Regions from separate parts of the Mus musculus genome. Here region 1 is linked to region 2. The links are chromatin contacts, called in public promoter capture Hi-C maps. All regions are on one chromosome and are shown on one strand. The core of a region is the stretch at or near the end of the contact, and the rest is flanking DNA. Distances in the headings are between cores, read along the strand shown. Region 1 overlaps Rabgap1l (RAB GTPase activating protein 1-like). Region 2 holds the start of Mrps14 (mitochondrial ribosomal protein S14).

What was found. Promoter capture Hi-C pulls out the DNA fragments that hold promoters and counts their contacts.
Region 1: a promoter capture Hi-C map of 3T3-L1-derived adipocytes shows a contact between it and region 2, with 2.9 times the contacts expected there. The contact joins the enhancer-like site here to the promoter of Mrps14 in region 2. A contact is called at or near these places in 5 of 39 promoter capture datasets (the 3T3-L1 cell line, 3T3-L1-derived adipocytes, hippocampal neurons and 1 more), 1 of 15 datasets of contacts at CTCF or cohesin (the NIH/3T3 cell line), 1 of 484 Hi-C or Micro-C datasets (large pre-B cells) and 1 of 115 datasets of contacts at active chromatin or transcription factors (bone marrow-derived macrophages).

The regions. Positions count from the first base shown.
Region 1 is chr1:160,549,599-160,552,298 of GRCm38.p6, reverse strand. The region is part of intron 13 of Rabgap1l (RAB GTPase activating protein 1-like); the gene reads left to right. Among named protein-coding and RNA genes, the nearest start is that of Gpr52, 29 kb to the left of the region's middle. Within about 2 kb of position 1,433, at least 20 of the 459 cell types and tissues checked have an H3K27ac peak or open chromatin away from gene starts, as enhancers often do. A contact at or near this core is called in the NIH/3T3 cell line, where this site is marked.
Region 2 is chr1:160,193,817-160,196,516 of GRCm38.p6, reverse strand. It overlaps Mrps14 (mitochondrial ribosomal protein S14), which reads right to left and starts at 1,302. Exons shown (of 3, transcript NM_025474.4): 1 at 1,206-1,302. The coding sequence starts at 1,250.

The DNA.
Region 1 (2,700 bases), core at 184-2,683, 360 kb before region 2:
TAAATAATGAAAATTTAATAAAACTAATTTATTTCCTCTGTCTTCATTACTAATTTGGTTCATAGAAAAAATTCTTAACATCCTATTGTTTGTGTTTTAGAATCTTAAACTACTTTTCATTGTTTTTCTCCTGACATTGCTTATTGTTACCCCCATTTGCTGTTTTCCTTTACCCTAGAAACTAGGTTCCTTATGAGTTACATGAGATCCCCGATGCTCTCTGCCCTCCCTGCCCAATTCCAAGCCAGGGTAGGATGATTTTAGTGTATGTATAGATACATTGGCTGAGCAGTCCTGCCTACTAAGACTTATTACCCAAATTCTGAAGGGAAAAATATCTCTGGTTAGGAAGTGGTCCTTGTAGCAATTTTCATCCTTTATTCACTTTGTCCTCCTGATGAGAAGAGTGAATCTCTCAGAAGCTTCTAACTGCCATGAAATATATACCCAGCAGCCTAGTTTTAAAGGCTTTGTTGAATGTTTGTCATAGTCCACGGAGTCTATATGTCCTGTGAGGGTTTGACGGAGACTGCCTCCCTCTGAGAGATGTGGTTCCTGATATCACGTTGTTCTTTCATTGAGTTCCCCAAGTTTATGGGATTGAAGAAGTAAGTCAGAGAGTAATGCTTTGCTTAGTTATGGTGCTGAGTACAGTGCCAGGAATTTACAACAGTGAACTTTTGTTCCTTTTGTTGCAGGTCATCCTTGGGATTGTTGATGTTCATTATTTCAAAACTAGGATATGTACAGCCTCTATTACAGGAGTCAATTATAAATCCTTGGTTCTTTATTCTGTTTTATTTTCTATAATGAATTATAGTGTGAAATATATTTTTAAATACAGAAACAAAAATATGAAATAATATAGTTATACATAAGTTTCCTCCCCATTTTCTCCTCTTTATTTCCCACACTCCACAGTACTATTTTCTAGCTCTGTGTATGGAAAGGATACATAATTCACACTTATATACATTCCTTCTTCATATGATTTTTCTATCTATAGGGGCTAAACTGCCCCATTCTTTTATCACCTCTTTAAAAACATATTCTGTTGGTAGACATACCAATTCCTAATCTTGTGACAACAAATAATAATAATGGCAATAGCCCTGACCACATACCATTTTACAGACATTCTGAGCTTGTTAGAGCAAATTCTTAGAAGTAGGGTTGCTGGATCAAAGACTAAGACTTTTCACTCTAAGTTTTAAGTTAGACCATTGATTGGTGTCTTCCTTTCTCTACACATATTTCCAGAGGTTGAGTCTCAAAAGTAGGACAGGTAGGTTTTGTCAAGGATAGGGATAAGAGTGTGACAATTGTTGAAACCTATGAGGGACTCAGAATGTCAGCATTCTATGAGGGCACTGGCCTGCTTGCTCTTGCCAAAGGAGAATACCACAGCCAGTAAAATAAAGAAATAGTCTGACTCATGTTTTTGGAAGCTGGGAAGACTGACTAAGTTTTGAGAGCCACGTGAATTGAGGACATCTTGTGTTATGATGTGGCAAAAGGTTATCCACATCTCCAGAAAGCAAGATCACATGAGTGAAGATACCCAAACTTGCCCTTTTACCAAGATCCTACTCCTATGCTACTGGCATTGAATCATTTGTGAGTGATCTAACCAACTCTTAAAAGTCCCACTTTTGAATTCCATTGTTGTGCCATGACATCTCAACATGAAATTTTGGTGGCATATACAGTATCGCATACCTTCTTGGAGAACTGAAATCCTTAAGAGCACTGGTGGACTACTAATCAAAAGCAATAACTAGGACCAAAAGTCTGCATAGTACTCTCATCTCAGAAGCAGAGGTTACAGTCGGATTTAACTCAGGACACTAGTGACTGGATTAAATGGTAGATATCTCTGGTGAGGCTAACCAACAGCCTGGTCTTCAGCAAATTAACAAGTACAGTGTCTCCTTTTTTATAACCACAAGACAGTGACCATATAATTGCCCACTAATCTTCCTCCCACCTGGTTGTCATGCCATGAGAGAGATTCCTTAATCTTTAAAAACACTGAACTTGCAATTGAGTTGCATTGTTTACCTGAAAACAGACCACTTCGAAGTGAAACAGAGCTGTCTCCACTTATTAAACTTGTGATGACTTCCAACTCTCTTCATCTCTGTAGAATAAACATATGCTAAAAAACAAAGGGCAGAAGATATAGGAACCTTTACATTGTATATTCGCTATGTATTCCTTCATGCTTAAATTGTACCCTTCTTCTTCAGCCTAACAGAATAGACAAGTATGTATCTCTCTGGTTACATCTACACAAGTGGGACCATTCCCGAAATCATTCATGGGGTACAAATCAGACTCCAGTTTCCATGCTTTAGTAGAGTTGTTTGAGTGTGATTACTTATATCTTTCCTTACTAAATATTACATTATATTCACCATAAATACACACATGTGGTTTCTTTTTCTTATTAGGTTATGGATAGGTAGCATCAAGTGTTTTCTGTGCCCATGAATTGTATTTTGTAATGATAATCTCATTGTTTTTGTGAAAATTTACACCAGAAGTTTAAGAGCTTCCACGTGGGCCTACACATGGTAGCTTAGACTTTTCTTCCCAGCAGGCATAATTTTATGAGTTGGAGGCCAGTCTGCTATTCATAACAAGTTCCAGGCCAGCCATGGCTACATAGTGAGACCCTGTCTCAAAAAGTCAAAACAC
Region 2 (2,700 bases), core at 53-2,552:
TAAAATTAGAAGCAATCTGGAGAGAATTTCCAAACTCCCACTACCATACCTGTGCCCCCTCGGCAGTATTTGTACTACACTCTACACCCCTCTCATTGGTTATATGACACCTCTGTCCATTACAGTGGCCATGAACCATGGATACAGCTAATACGCACTGGAACTGTAAGCAGTACAAGTGGGGACATAATTCTTGGTATTAACTCGCTTAAAAGTTTGGTTTTGGTCCAACTGCAAAAGTTAGCATCCCAACTGCGATATATATATATTTTAAGTGTCAGATACACAGACTTTGAAACCTGCTTCCAACAGAAGAATGCAAATGTCACATAAGTCATTCTAATTTTGACTTGTTAGGATAAGGATAGACCTGACTAAAAATATCTATCAAAATTAACCGCACCTCCTTTTTAAACTTCAATATAAATATTAGAAAATATTTAAATTATCCTTGTGGTTTGCATTACAATTCTACTGGACGAAACTGCTATTCATGACTTAACCACATTCCTAAAATCAAAATTCATACACAGACTATATCACCTCTTGCCTGCAAAAAAAAGGCAGATCTCCAGCGATTCTTCCCTATTCTTTATATCAGTGTTCCCCCACTCTAATATACAGATATGACGCAATGTCACAGTAAAGAAAAAACAACCCAGGTCCACCCAGGTCTCCCTCTAGTTGACACCCCTCCCCAACAAAACTATCCAAGACTTCTCCAACGTCCTTTGCTGCTCGTTCCAGTTTCTATCCGCATCATAACACTCCCACTCCTTAACTCTACAGCCAATTCTCGGCCCTTCCTTTAACTAATTCTGCTTTAGCGGAATGGCCTGCTCCCCATTCGAAATTGTCACCACCTGCTTCCAAGCCACCACTGGCTGACAGCTAGTTCCCTACAGTCTCTTTGCATAATCGGAGCCTCTGAGGTCTCAATCATCCGACTCTCCCCTCTCTTCTCCACTCACACTCGGCTCCTTATAACCCGGAGTCATTCTCGCAGCTTTCACATGACGGATCACACCTGAATACCAAGCCCTCGACTGCTGCTCTGGGCTCTCCTAACCTAGCCAGGACGGGAAAGCAGATAGGAGCCTTGGGATCGGTCCTCCGTGCGCATTACAGGTGACAGGGTTACGAGGGACCCACAGGACACGGAAATCAGGGAAGGGGTAGGCTGGCGAGAAAGGCAGGGGCCTGACCTGCCGGAAGGTCCGCAGCAGCGAGCCTAGCACGGACGCCGCCATGTTGTCTGCCCAGCCAGCCAACCACCGCCGCAGTACAACACCGGAAACAGGTTCTGTGGAGGCGGGGCTTATGCCCCAAAGGGCGGGTCCAGGGCAGGATTTAGCCTATAGAGAGGGAGAGGGTAGGTGCGGGATTTGAAATAACTCTCGCGTTATTTCATAGATAAGCAAATCATCCATGCGGACCGCCCACTTAGGCAGTAGGAGAATAGTGAGCCTGCGCGATCTCTCCTGGCCCTTGCTGTTCCTCTGTCCCAGCCCCGCCCAGCCTGCGCCTGTGTTCTGCGCGTTGGCGCCACCCGGCGGAAGCTTGGCAGCATTTGTCACTCATCCTGCAGAACTGGCACTGGTCACATTTCTGCTGTAAAGAAGATGGTAGTGGCCCTGATAGAGTTTCTGCTTGCACGCCAAGGGTTTAAATATGTATTATATTATATATATTATATTTATTTTATTATATTATATCATATCTGTATTAAGGTTGTATAGGTTTTACGTTTTTGTCTCTGTGGGTTGGACGGCGGTAGTGGTGTGTGTGCATGTGCCTGCTGTTTTCCCTTTAGTACAGGGCACTTTCCTGCCATCTTCCTAGCCTGTCTCCTAGATGTGTTGATGGGTGCAGTGAGGAACAGCCCATTGGGCTCTTTACACAGGAAGCTCCCAGGAAGAAGGAGAGTTTTTTTCTTTAAGCGTTACAAGTTAGTGAACATTTCTAATGGGCTAGGGAAACTCTGACTGAAACCATTTGGCAGGATAAGACAACCAGGAGTCCCTGCCATCATACTAAGATCTAAAAAGTCCTAGACCAGCAAGCAGCATCAAACCCTGGTTAAAACTCATTCCCACTCACCCCCACGCCACACACAACATAATTGGGCATCATCTACAGTCATCTCAAGATATGGGTACACGGCAAACTCTTTTATTATGTTTCTGTTGTTTTAAGATGCCTGTTTGTTTTCATCGGGAGTTAGATAGGAAGGGAAGTGGGAAGATCTTGGAGGAGATGAGGGAGGGGAAATATGCTGTATAAAAATATTTCTTTTCAATTAAAAACAGGAAAAGTTTCACTAATGTGTTACAATTTCAGAAAGCCAAACTTCTGGAAGGGGCTTGAAAGTCAGAAAGATATGTTTATAGGCTATAGAGTAAGAAATGAGTTTTAGGGCCGGGCGTGGTGGCACTCGCCTTTAATTCCAGCACTCGGGAGGCAGAGGCAGGTGGATTTCTGAGTTCGAGGACAGCCTGGTCTACAAAGTGAGTTTCAGGACAGCCAGGGCTATACAGAGAAACCCTGTCTCAAAAAAACAACAAAACAAAACAAAAAAGAAATGAGTTTTAGGGCTGGAGGGATGGCTCAGCAGTTAAGAGCACCGGCTGCTCTTCCAGAGGTCCTGAGTTCAAATCCCAACAATCACTCAGTGGCTCACAACCATCCGTAAGGAGATCT